Regions from separate parts of the Mus musculus genome. Here regions 1 and 3 are each linked to region 2. A link is a contact called in public targeted proximity ligation data. All regions are on one chromosome and are shown on one strand. The core of a region is the stretch at or near the end of the contact, and the rest is flanking DNA. Distances in the headings are between cores, read along the strand shown. Region 1 overlaps 9930021J03Rik (RIKEN cDNA 9930021J03 gene). Region 2 holds the start of Uhrf2 (ubiquitin-like, containing PHD and RING finger domains 2). Region 3 holds the start of Ric1 (RAB6A GEF complex partner 1).

Region 1 (4,557 bases), core at 1,576-4,075, 290 kb before region 2:
CTAGAACATTACTGATACCCATTACTCACTTAAGGTTTTTGGAGGATAAAAACCTACAAATCTTCACTTTTAATAAAGGCATCAGCCTTTATATTATTTATATTTATATTATTAATATTTATAAACTTTTAACAAGGAAGGGCATAGCTCTTAGGAAAAGGTAACACAGACACTGTTAGTTTCTTTACAATACACACACAAAATGAACCCAAAGCCATTACTTCAGCGTCCCTGGTGCATGTTCTAAATATGAGTATGAAGACATTTTCTGACTCCGAGCTTTACAGTGTTCACATAAACATGAGTTCTTAGGAAGCAAGTAAAGGAGGCAAATTTCTAGCGTTTAACAAGTCAACACAAAAACTGCCAAGAAGTTATGATCAAAACAGGCTTCACTTTTTTAGATCATTAAGACTTAAAAAAAAAAAGACTTAAAAAATTTAAACCTTTAAACTGTTTATTTCTAAGCATATTTTCTATCAGTAAAAGATCAGCCTTTTGGTAAATAGGTCAGGTTTTTAAAAAGCAATGGAATGTTTATGCTTCAAAGTTTTCTTTATTTTCAGCAGTAAGAATGGGTGTTTTAGTTTAGAATGGCTACTTATGTCTACAAAGTATTATGTTTATTACTAACATATGAGATGCTATATAGATTTCCAGGACTTTGGGGAAGAAAAAAATTCACTTTATTATATAGTAACTGGTACTTTATGTATACAAGTATTGGTCTGCATGTATGTATATATACCACACATGTGCCTACCACAAGGCTAGACGAAGGTGCTGGATCCCAGAAACTGGAGTTACAGATGGTTGTGAGCTACCATGTAGATACTGGGAACCAAACGTAAGTCCTCTGCAAGTTCAGCAAAAGCTCTTCATAGCTGAGCCATTTCTCCAGCCTCTTTATCTCTATTTTAGAAGGCAGTTTCAAGCTCTCATAACATAGTAGAAGATCTACCTTAGCCCAATATAGACTCAAAAACAAGAACAACACACACACACACACACACACACACACACACACACACACACACACACACACACACACAGAGTACTCCTCTACCTCTTATGCTTAAGAACCAGGAAAGGAATGACTTTATGTATTTTGAAGAACAGCTCAACTTAACGAAACATGTACTTTTGACCTTACATTTCTGAGCAATAAGCAAATGGTCAATAACTGACTAGAAGTATTACTTACAACAATGTTTTCCAACATATTTCTATGAGCCAGAGTCAAAACCACAATTTACCATGCATGTCCACACACAGAGGCAACTAAAACCAAATTTCATATAATACATATAACTATACATATTCATGGTATTATACATGACCAGATATGTGATATTCTGACAAATTTTGATAACTTAAAAAAGAAATGTAACCCACTGAGTTGATTTCATATATCACTAATAGCACCTGTAACTGTACAAAGCATTACTTATGCAGTTTGTATTACTATTACACACAGTCCACTTACAAAAATACCAAAAATGGATGTACCACTTTGTCTTAAGTTCTATATAGTTCTATATTAAAAAACAGAAGAAAAAGAGTGGGAGAAATAACAAAGGCTAGCAGGCTGACCAGTGGAAGCATAAAGATATAATAGAATACCATTAACATGTTACAAGAAATGAATGGCAGGATGGCCTCCAGCCAAATTAATATATAATCCAGTAAACTGTATTTTACTGGATATCCTGTATAAAGGTTATGTAAAAATTTCTAAAGGATGTATGTCATCCTAATGTCATTAAAATATTCTACTATAAAATATATATTTTCTTTTTACTATTTAAGGATATCTAATTTTTATGAATTTCAACTTCCCCTAAATATAATTTTTACTGAAAATAGAAGTATAATATTGCTATATAGTATTTCCTTGCCTCCTATAATTTTATAACTACTTAAGACCTACAAATTCAATTACATCACTTTTATTTTATGAGCTTATAAAACTTTTAGAAATGGCCTGGTTACAATAGTACAAAATTTTTTTAACAAGTATCATTTGTTGAAAAAATACTGTATAAATAGAAAAATAAAAGCATAATTATGATGAGATTGCTTATTTTCAGCATTAGTGCTTCACATATGGCAGCAAAAATTCTTTTTTTGCAGAAATGTTTAAAGACTATTATATTTAGCCTTTACTGAATATAGTTTATTTATAGTTAAAAGTTAAAATACCTTTCAAGTTAGTCCACCATTTCTATACTGGTTAAACTACATAAGAATGAATTATCAGAGTAGCATCACTATGTACAAAACATGATTTTTTTTCCTTTAGAAGAAAGGAAATTTGTTTATGTGTACTTAGGAATACATGCAAACGGACATAAAGAAAAGAGATATATGTATATATACTTGATTAAACTTTATCTACAAAAGTTAGTATAGGTTTAACTAAAAATACCAAGGTTTATGAGAGATAAAGAGGTTTAAAAAAATAACATTTTGCCTACATCTGTACTTTAAAGAAAAACACATTGTTAGAAAAAGTCATTAAATACATCTTGTAGTTTCTTGAAATCCAGCCATTCTCACAAGGAATGGAGCTAAAACAAAAAATTAAACGGAAAAACTTGGTGACAATATTGAAACATTTACCTGAAATTCCGGCACAGCAGGTGACTTTGTGACAGTTTTCCTCTTCTTTGTGATTGCTTTTTTAGATATGGATTTTTTTCCTTTCAAGATTAAAAGAGAAAAACTTCATAATGCTGTTTACGGCACCTTGTTAACAGAAACCAAATTACATAGAGCCTTGAAAGTTAAACTTTAACTAACAGATGGTTGCTAGAAGCCAAATGAAAATCATGAATCAAACAAGCCTCAGTGAAAGCAAATGTTAAACTGTAACTGCCCGTAACAGACACGTAACAATGCTGCCTATTTATATAAGAACCAAAATGATTGTAGTGCTCATGGTGATGCATAAACAGTTGAGTTTATTAAAAGGAATAGGCATAAACGCCACAAAACTACTGCTTAGTTAAAAATCTACATTCACAGCTTATGTAAGACTACACAGAAAAAGAGTCTTACCTGAACAGTGACTTCTGCAGTTAGGAACCTGGGGAACCATTTTATCTAAAGATTATGGGCTGCTCAACCAAAAGTGGAAACCCCTTAGTGACATTAGGATGCCACCCTGCACTTGTCTAATGGTCTGGTCTTGGCTGTATTTAATAACCAAACTTTAAAAAGTATAGTTAGCATATCCTTTTAATGTGCAATTAGTACTTTGTACATTCAGAAATCATAAGGAAAAATATACCTCATCCCTAAAGAATACAATTTCTAGAATACATCTCAAGTATTTATCTACTTCTTTGCATTTAACTTCACAAAATGAAACATACACACAGTTTTGGCAAGGAACATGCTAAAATGCATTTTTCCTAATTTTAATATTATTTTAATATTAATATTGAGGATCTCACACTGTAACCAAGGCTGGCCTCAAATATACAAGCTACCACATCTCCTTGTATGTAATTATCAAATAACAAATTTATTTAATGGTGGGCTGGAGAAATGGCTCAGAGGTTTTAAAAGCACTGGCTACTCTTCCAGAGGACCTGGAGTTTATTCCCAGAAATCCCATATAGTGGCTTATAACTCTACTGCCATGAGATCATTGTCTTCTGGCCTTCATAGACACTGCATACACATGGTATACAGACATACATGCAGGTAAAACATGCATACACATAATAAAAATAAATAAATACTTACTAAATGTGCAACAAATGCTATATACATGACACTAGTTTATGAGGACCGTAAAGACTAAATTCTTAGTGTCTGTAAAACAGAGCTAACTCAAGGAGTTTTTGAAATCTTAATGCCAAGATTAATGTCTTTTATTAATGTCTTTTCTTAATGTCAAGAAAATGTCTTTTCTGTTTATCATTTTAAAGTGTTTTAGATTTTCTTTTTTTTTAGATTTATTTATTATATGTAAGTACACTGTAGCTGTCCTCAGATACTCCAGAAGAGGGCATCAGATTTCGTTACAGATGGTGTGAGCCACCATGTGGTTGCTGGGAATTGAACTCAGGACCTCTAGAAGTACAGTCAGTGCTCTTAACCGCTGAGCCATCTCCCCAGCCTCTCTTTCTTTTTTCCTTTTTTTCTTAAATTTATTTTATGTATGAGTACACATGGATCCCATTACAGTGGTTGTGAGCCACCATTATATATGGTCGTTGGGAATTGAACTCAGGACCTCTAGAAGAGCAGTCAGTGCTCTTAACAAGGTTCATAGGAAAATATTTGCTAAGTAAAAGTAAATTTGCCTTACATTTTATGGGAAGGCATTTAAAACACAATTTGAACAAAAGGAAATGCTCTCTCAATCCTTTCTTTTACTGCTCTATCAGGCTTGCTTATTTGTTTAGATAATGTCTCTTGTAGCCCAGAATAGCTTGAAATCTGAGTCCAAGATGACCTTGAGTTTCTGATCCTCCTGCCTCCAACTGCTGAATTATAAGCATATACCATTATTTTTAAAAAGTGATTTATATAGTGTGCACATGT
Region 2 (4,088 bases), core at 1,136-3,635:
GAAAGAATGAAGACCAAAGAACAATAACAACAAAAGCCTTTAACCAGACCAAAGTCTTACACTGGGCTTTCTTCCTGATTAATCTCTAAGAGAGCAGCAGAAACATCCTTTGTGGCATCTCTGTGCAGATCAGCCCTAAGAACAGGGAAGTGATTGATACTTTCATTTATACCAGCAATAGGCAGAAGATAAACCCCTACTTTTTCTTAAGAGGATCTCTAACTGTGGAATTGTAAGCATATAAAAATGTAACATATGAGCAAACGGTAAATGTTCAAACCCCGCCCGCCCCCCCCCCCCCAGCTGACATGGTCAACTCTTCAGGTTATAACTTCCCACCCAATATCCCCTTATTCTCTTCCCTATCCGTACCACCTATTTCTCTCTCTCTCTTTTTTTTTTAAGATTTATTTATTTATTATATGTAAGTACATTGTAGCTGTCTTCAGACACACCAGAAGAGGGCATCAGATCTCATTACGGGTGGTTGTGAGCCACCATGTGGTTGCTGGGATTTGAACTTCGGACCTTCGGAAGAGCAGTCGGGTGCTCTTATCCACTGAGCCATCTCACCAGCCCCCCCCACCTATTTCTCTATTCGCCAAAATGTAGGCATCTCTATCAAGCCAAAAGACTTTCCTCCTCTCAGAAACTCCTTCTTCCCTTCACTCTCTTAGACAGTTCTTTTCAACTACCAGGCATCTCCACTGTAGGCACATTTGAGATATATTTCAAATGCCACACAACTCAAATGGAACTCATTCCATTTTCTTCCCTTTTCACATTCACAAATTCTACAACTTTCAGGAGCTGGGTTTCCTAGAACACTCAACAATTTATTCTTCTCACTATCTCTAATTTTTCCAAAATGGACAACAGTTGGCTCTTGGCTAAATTTCAGCCTCTCTCACCTTCCCACAGCTTGCTTTTTTCCCTAAGGCCTCCTTCCGCACTCTGTTCTATTGTCATTCTAAATACTTAAACACATCAATGCACATTTCAAAAAGCCCAGGTTTCCCCGGGAGGCCTACAAAAGTCTTTGAATGCTAATGTTCACACTTGCCCTTCATTATTTAGTCAACCTCTCTCAGAAGTGTAGTGTCTTCTGATGTGTGAAAATGCACTCCCAGTCTTTGCTTAAGCACCCTATCTTCTTTGAATATTCCCAGTTTATCTAAATTCTCTTAATAACAAAAGCTCTAAAATACCTTCTTGTGTGCTACTAAGGGAGTGGCAAGGAAGCTAACATTCCCTCGGTGTTTATGAGCACTATTTTACCTGGAGGAAATTGAAGCAGTTTGTTCAAGATCACAGTTAAACAGAAAGACTGCAATTCTCGCGCGTCCCAACCCGTGAGCCCAAGACTCAAGGCTTCAGACTGCAGCACACCGTTGGCAGTGCACCACGAATAACAGCCCGAGACCCTAGCATATCCTTGTAACAACAAATAGTTGATCCCTTCATGGGTCAGATTAGATGTTCTCAGATGTATCTGTTGCCTTATCAACTAAATGTTTTAGTTAACTAGGAAGCTGTCGAGGTAACTTAGAGGCTCTAGGTATATATATATATATTCATATCTCGAGCTGACGCACATTTCACTCTTCCTGTATTTCCATTTAGGCCATCTTGACTAATCAATTTGGTTGTTACAAAGTTGTGCCTCTTATCCTCATGGGAATGATTAGTACTGACATTACGGATACCGGTGAATGTAAGATAATGCGTTTGCTTTGCTTTCTCTCTTAAGTCTTCCATTTTTGGATGGGTCCCCTGAGTGTGGGGGCCGTATCCCGCCCTGGGATCTCCGGATTTTTGGATCGGAGGTGTACAGTCCTGCAAAGCCAGGATCCCTGCGGCTAAAGGCGCCCTTAGCGCAGAAGGCCCACTCGGTCAGGTCCAGCTCCCGCTCCGGCTCTCCGGTCGGGAAACGTGGGTGCGAGGCCTCTGCCCTGGGGCCTCCCGGAAGCGGGTTTCCTCGGCGGGAAGCACGTCCATCAAGCCGACGCGCCCCGGGAGAGGCCGCGTGGCGGGCGCACACCCTGGTGTGAAGTCTCGGGAACGTAGGCTGCATCCCCATTTCTTGCTCACGCCAGCGCGCAGCACGGCTAGCTATTGTTCGTGCGTTTTTGAGACCATGGAGTCTAGGCCTCAGGAGACTGCGAGGTGACCAACGACAACGAGGGCACAGGGCGAGCTGGCCTCGGCGAGCCTGCCCAACCCCGCCCTCCTCCGAGTAACGGCTCTGGAGGCCCCGCCCCCTCCCATATTAGCGCCCCCCAGGCTGTGCGTGGGGCGGAGCCCCGCGTGGATCTCGCGAGATCCGGGTTGGCGCCGTGACCTCCATGTGGGAGCTGCATCTCTATAAGTAAACAGTGCGCGCCGCCGAGCCATGGCTCCTTCCTATTTGTGAGGCGCGGGCTGCGCTCGCACCTCGGGCGGGTTCCGGTTTCCTTCCACCGAGGAGGGGCGGGCGGGCGGTCGCGCGGTCTAAGAGCGTCAGTCCTCGCCCGCACCCGCGTTCGCCGAGTCGCCGCCGCAGAGAACCGGATCCTCCCGGGGAGGCGGCGGGGACCGGGCGGGGCGCGGCGCGGCGGCCCGAGCGCAGGGCCAGACAAAGGGGCTTGGTCCCCTGTCCCCGTGCCGCCGCGATGTGGATCCAGGTCCGCACCATCGACGGCTCCCAGACGCGCACCATCGAGGACGTTTCTCGCAAAGCCACCATCGAGGAGCTGCGCGAGCGGGTCTGGGCGCTCTTCGATGTAAGGCCCGAGTGCCAGCGCCTGTTCTACCGGGGCAAGCAGGTGAGGCGCCCCGCGGGGAGCCCGGGCGCGAGCAGCCGGCGCCCCGGGACGAGGCTGGGTGTCCAGGGCTGCGCCCCGCTGTGCTCGGGATGGGCCGCTGGCGGGGCGCGGGATGCGGGGCCTGGAGCTCGGGCCTGCGGCTGCCCCCCCCCTCCCCCCAAGCGCGCCTAGCGGGTCGGAAGGTGCGGGACGCGGTGTTGTCGCTGGCAGCGGCCACGGACATAGCCTCCGAGGGTCCTGGGGGATCCTCTTCCCGCCTTTGGGGGGGGGGGGGATCGGAGCCTGGAAAGGCAACAGGCTCCGGCAGCCATGCCGGGGCGCGGGAGGGACGAGCTGGCTTTATTCGCAGCGCCGTCTCCGACTCCTCTAAGGACTTGCTTCTTTTCCGTGCCCCCGGCTCCTAGATGCGACGTGGAAAGGGAAGCACCTTATCCCTGTTTCCTCACTAGAAGGATTTGAACACTGAACATCGGAACGGTGGTAGAATGCGTGCCCCTCCTTCCTTGTCGTCAGTCTCAGACTGGGGATTTGTTCTGTAAAAGATCAGAGACCTCTAATTTAAGGAACGATGTTTGTAACCTGAAGTCGGGTTTAAGTCTGTTGAATATACGGACAGATTATTTCCCCATAAACTTTACCTCTCATCTTTGTGTGTCCCCTAAGTTCGGGCTTTCAACTCAAACCTTTCAGCATAATCAGCAGTAATTCAAAAAAAGCCAGAAAGTTGTGTTGGGCCACAAGGGTGCTTGTGGGCATCTCCGTTAATTTTAAGTAAGGCTCTGCCTGATGAGGCTAAGACGTTTCCTATCCAGTAAGTCTCAGAGTCTTATGATTAGACACCCAGACCCACATTGTTTTTCTTGCCTTTGTCTTTAGTCCACTAAAAAAGTTGGCATCCTGCAGTCAGTTGACCACAGTTTGGCTCCAGTCCTGAGTTTTGAATTAAGTGCAGTTCTCTCTGATTCGATGGAAGTAGCCTATAAGCCACAAAGGGTTTAGAAGGAATATTTTTGTTCCCTTTACAGATTTACAACTTCTCAGACTGGTCAAAATTTTCTAAGTAACAGATTATACAACCGGCAAGAAAAAGCCAGGGTTTTGGTAAAGTGTTTGGAAGGCCTCTGACAGAAAACCTGTAGCACTTTCTGCTCTTGTTGTATCCACTATATTGTTTCTTGAGTGTTTGACCAGTAAAGAGTTTACTTGTCTGGAAAGTTGGTTTTTAAACAGTCATACCTATTAAATACTTTGTAGCATTGTATTGCTGTGCCTCAAGTGGCTATT
Region 3 (3,935 bases), core at 1,284-3,783, 510 kb before region 2:
TCACATACAGGAATTACAGGTTTATTAGTCAAGGTTCTCTAGAGGCACAGAACTTATAGAATGAATCTCTATCTATCTATCTATCTATCTATCTATCTATCTATCTACCATCTATCAGTGATTCATTAGAATAGCTTACAGGCTGTGATCCAGCAAGCCCAACAATTGCTGTCTACCAATGCAAGATCTAAGAATCCAGTAGTAGTTCAGACCATAAGGCTGGATGTCTCAGCTGGTCTTCGGTATTCACCAGAGTCCCAAAGAAGTAGGCTTTAATTCCAAGAAGAAATGGATGTGCCAGCGAAAGCAAGAACAAACAGGAAGGGGGCAAAAGCTGCTTTCTTCCTGCATACAGGTTGCCAGCAGAAGCTGTGGCCCAGAGTCTCACCTCAGAACATTGAGATTAGAAGTGTGTCTTCTTCCCACTGCCAATGACTTAATTCATAAACAAAACCAAAATCCCTCACATGTGTACCTAGCCACTTTGGTTCCCGATGTAGTCAAGCCGGCTACCAAGAATAGCCAAATACAATAGGTATCCATCATGCCTGGCTTATGAGGTATGATTTAAGGCTAAAACTCTGTGTCTCCTTACAAAATAATATAGGAGGGTCTGGATATCTGTCTCTTTCTCCATGCATAGACCACATAATGGCACTAGTCTTTATAGAAATTGTATCAACTTATCCTCCAATACATGGTTTATAGAGGTACTTGTTTCCATGCACCCTGATCAAGAGTACTCTTGTAATAAAAAAGTTAAGTCTGATAGAACCAAATATGTACCTACTTTTACCAGTTTACGTGAGGTTCAAAGTCATCCAGAGAGTTTGGCTGGAGTGGTGATGGAGGGAGAAAGTGGTGATGGGGGGGGGGTACGGGGGGACAGAAGATTTGAGCACTGGAATTGTTAGCACATTTCACAATGTTAAAGTATGATCTTTGAACCTCAGGTCGGTCTATATTATATAACGTTTCAGTCACAGTGGGTAACACTTAGGGAGATTTACAGTGAGATATTTTACCCATCACTCCCAAGTGAGAAAGGACCAGAGGGTCTCCTCCTCCTGTCCATGTTCAGGCCACTCTCACACTTCACCTTGAGCTGGTCTAAAGACTGCTGGGTCCTTGGAAGGGAGAGCAGTTTTTCTTAGGCCATGTGACCTTGGGCATATCCAGCACTTTAACTAGCGATGATCCAGCACCATCATCTGTGGTTTTCTGTGGAATTAAATCAAAGCATCCTCTTAATTTTTTTGTAGACCTTAGCTGCTACAAAAGATCACAGGAGGAGAATCCCACCCAGAAGCTCACCAGTAAGTGAGGTCAAAAAAAAAAACAATTAAAAATTACTTAGAAACATCTACACTGCCCATGATTGCAGACACACTGGTGAGGCACATGAACACACTGAAGTAGAGGTAGAGCAAACATTCTCAATGGAATTGCAGCACATTTTCACTTCCTCTGCCACGTGTACAACTCTGTCTGAAAAGTACTAGACAACGAAGTTCTTCTATGATTTTATATTGGCAAGGCAGAGACCTCTCTGGACCTCTTGATTTATCCAGCGGGTGTAACTCGGATCATCAAGATTCCGTCCACACAGATGAAAATCTGAAAAATAGTTTTCAGGTCTGCTCTGCTTAAAATATCCCAGGAATGCTGTGTTGGCCTGTGGGACACACCAGGACAGAGATTCTAGGAGATCCTCTGGAAACAAAAGGCTAGTGAGCTGGGACTTTAGTCAACGTCTTCGAAAAGCAAGCGTTAGAACAATTACGGAAAGTTACATTGTTATTAAAATCCGGATTGTTACTTTGTTGTTACTTTTAAACTTTGAAAGAGTTACAAAAAGCTGCAGCTATTTTTAAGGTTCCAGGTCCAAAAGTTGAGCACCCCTTCATTCCTCCCAACCCCCAAATTAAAAACATCAATACGGTATCTCCAGTCTGGATCAACACAAAACCTAAGTCCATTTCTTTTCCTGAACAGTTTACTGGGGCTGCAAAAGACCCCATCTGGCTTCGCCTAGCATTAATAACTAAACAGGCAGACAAGACTGAAGCACTTTAGTGACTGAATAAAGAGCCTGCCTAGAATGTAAGCTCTGTACGGCCAGGGACATCACCAGCTCTCACTTTAAACCGCAGCACACAAAGGATTTGTGGGTACAGACTCGAACCCCAAGCCTTGGAGTCGCAGAGACCCAGCTCCAAGCGCAGCCCGGGAGTCACGTGACGCGCGCTCCGCTCGCCCCGCCCCCTTCAACCCCGGAGGTCGCGCCAATCCAGGGATCGTGCAAGTGGGCCCGGCCGCTCCGATTGTCACTGACTGAGCCTGTCGCCTCATCCCGGTCCCCAGCTCCACGCGCCAGGTCGCCAGCCAGCAAGGCGTCCCGAGCCCTCGACGTCCTGCCCCGCGGCCTGCGTTCTGACGCGGGGCGGTCCGAGGGAGCCGGGCGGAGCCTCCCCGCGCCGTGCGGCGTGCTGACGCGAGCGGCGAGCGGGGCGGGCCGGCCTCGGCTCCTCCCGCCGCGGGCCCACTGGCCGCCCGCCTCCCCCACCCTCGGCCGGTCAGCGTCCCAGACTGCGTCGCGCAGCATCGCGTCGGCCCGGCCCGGCCCGGCCCCCGGGCAGATGCCCCGAGTTGCCGCTGTCGCCGCCGCCGACTCGGCCGGTGGCGGTGTGGGAGGTGGGCGCCTGGCCCGGGGCCGCCGAGCGTGACAGACACGGCCGGGGCCGCCGGGGGGCTGTCGGGGCCGCGCGCGGACCATGTATTTCCTGAGCGGCTGGCCCAAGAGGCTGCTCTGCGCGCCGCGGAGCCCGGCCGAGGCGCCGCTCCACGTCCAGTCTGACCCTCGGAGAGCGTTCTTCGCCGTGCTGGCCCCGGCCCGCCTCAGCATCTGGTACAGCCGAGTAAGTAGGCGCCGGCGTCCCGACTTCCCCCGAGCGGCCCCTGTCCGGTCCCGACTTCCCCAGAGAGGCCCGGATCTAGTCCCGATTCTCCCCGAGCGACCCTGGCCCCGTCCCGACTCCCTCCGAACGACCACCGTCCGGTCCCAACTAACCCCGGGCGAACCCAGAACCATCCTGATCACCCTCCCTATAGTGACCCTGGAACTGGCGCGACTGCCGCCGAGCGACCCCGGACCGGTCCCGACTTCCCCCGAGCGACCCCGGCCAGTCCCGACTCCCTCCGAGGGAGCGACGGCGGTCCCGTCCCAACTAACTACCCCCGAGCGACCCCAGCCGGTCCCGACTTACCCCGAGCGACCCTCGCTCTCGAGTTGGAGCCGCGCGCGGACAGTCTCCACTGCACCCCAGTCCCCGCGTGGCACCCACAGCCGCGCGCCAGGCCTGGAGCTCCCTGGCGGAGCCCAGACTTGCCTGCCTCTCTGCCCCCATTGCCGCCGAGCCAATCTGTTGGAGCGTCCCCCAGCACTCCGGCAGCTGTGGCGTCCCCGCTCCCCCACCCCCCACCCCTGCTTTAAAGGTTGTTGTTTAGTGGAGTTCCGGAAAGCCTGTTGGTCTTTACCAAGTGTCAGAATTTACAGTCCTGTGGTAATTGATTTCTGAAAACTTAAAGACTTGTTGGGTTTGAGTGTAGATATCTGGTAACTTTAGCTCCGGGTCTCCCCCACACATCACGGACTCCAGTCCTTTTCTTGGCTGCTCTTGGACTCTGGAGAGCTCTGCTGGGATGGTTGGAGAGTCGGGGAGCTCACGTCTGTCCGCGCCGCACCTGGAAATTATTATTTCCAGGCTTAGAAAGAGCATGGGGTCAGAATTCTTTGCTTTCAGCCTGGCTTTTTTTTTTTTTTCCTCCCGTGCCTTGAGTTCCGAGTAGATAAGAGAATTAACTTGAAAAAGTAAGGGGTGAATGGGCTAGCCCCCGTCCGGTTTTTGTTGCTCCTGGACATCTGTAAAAATTAC

What was found.
Region 1: a contact with region 2 is called in a targeted proximity ligation map of intestinal villus epithelium, with 6 read pairs. A contact is called at or near these places in 1 of 39 promoter capture datasets (cranial neural crest), 6 of 130 datasets of targeted methods (the 230-238 cell line, bone marrow-derived macrophages, embryonic hindbrain and 3 more) and 1 of 9 other capture datasets (liver).
Region 3: a targeted proximity ligation map of pancreatic cancer cells shows a contact between it and region 2. A contact is called at or near these places in 2 of 39 promoter capture datasets (cranial neural crest and liver), 6 of 484 Hi-C or Micro-C datasets (CD4 T cells, CD8 T cells, Sertoli cells and 1 more), 11 of 130 datasets of targeted methods (the NIH/3T3 cell line, astrocytes, bone marrow-derived macrophages and 7 more) and 2 of 9 other capture datasets (adipose tissue and liver).

What each region holds. Positions count from the first base shown.
Region 1 is chr19:29,740,911-29,745,467 of GRCm38.p6, forward strand. 9930021J03Rik (RIKEN cDNA 9930021J03 gene) reads right to left here. Exons shown (of 8, transcript NM_172836.3): 4 at 2,623-2,702. Among named protein-coding and RNA genes, the nearest start is that of Mlana, 45 kb to the left of the region's middle.
Region 2 is chr19:30,028,128-30,032,215 of GRCm38.p6, forward strand. It overlaps Uhrf2 (ubiquitin-like, containing PHD and RING finger domains 2), which reads left to right and starts at 2,386. Exons shown (of 16, transcript NM_144873.2): 1 at 2,386-2,804. The coding sequence starts at 2,652.
Region 3 is chr19:29,519,749-29,523,683 of GRCm38.p6, forward strand. Ric1 (RAB6A GEF complex partner 1) reads left to right here and starts at 2,534. Exons shown (of 26, transcript NM_001081319.1): 1 at 2,534-2,918. The coding sequence starts at 2,775. It overlaps A930007I19Rik (RIKEN cDNA A930007I19 gene), which reads right to left and starts at 2,239. Exons shown (of 4, transcript NR_015567.3): 1 at 2,142-2,239; 2 at 1,100-1,221.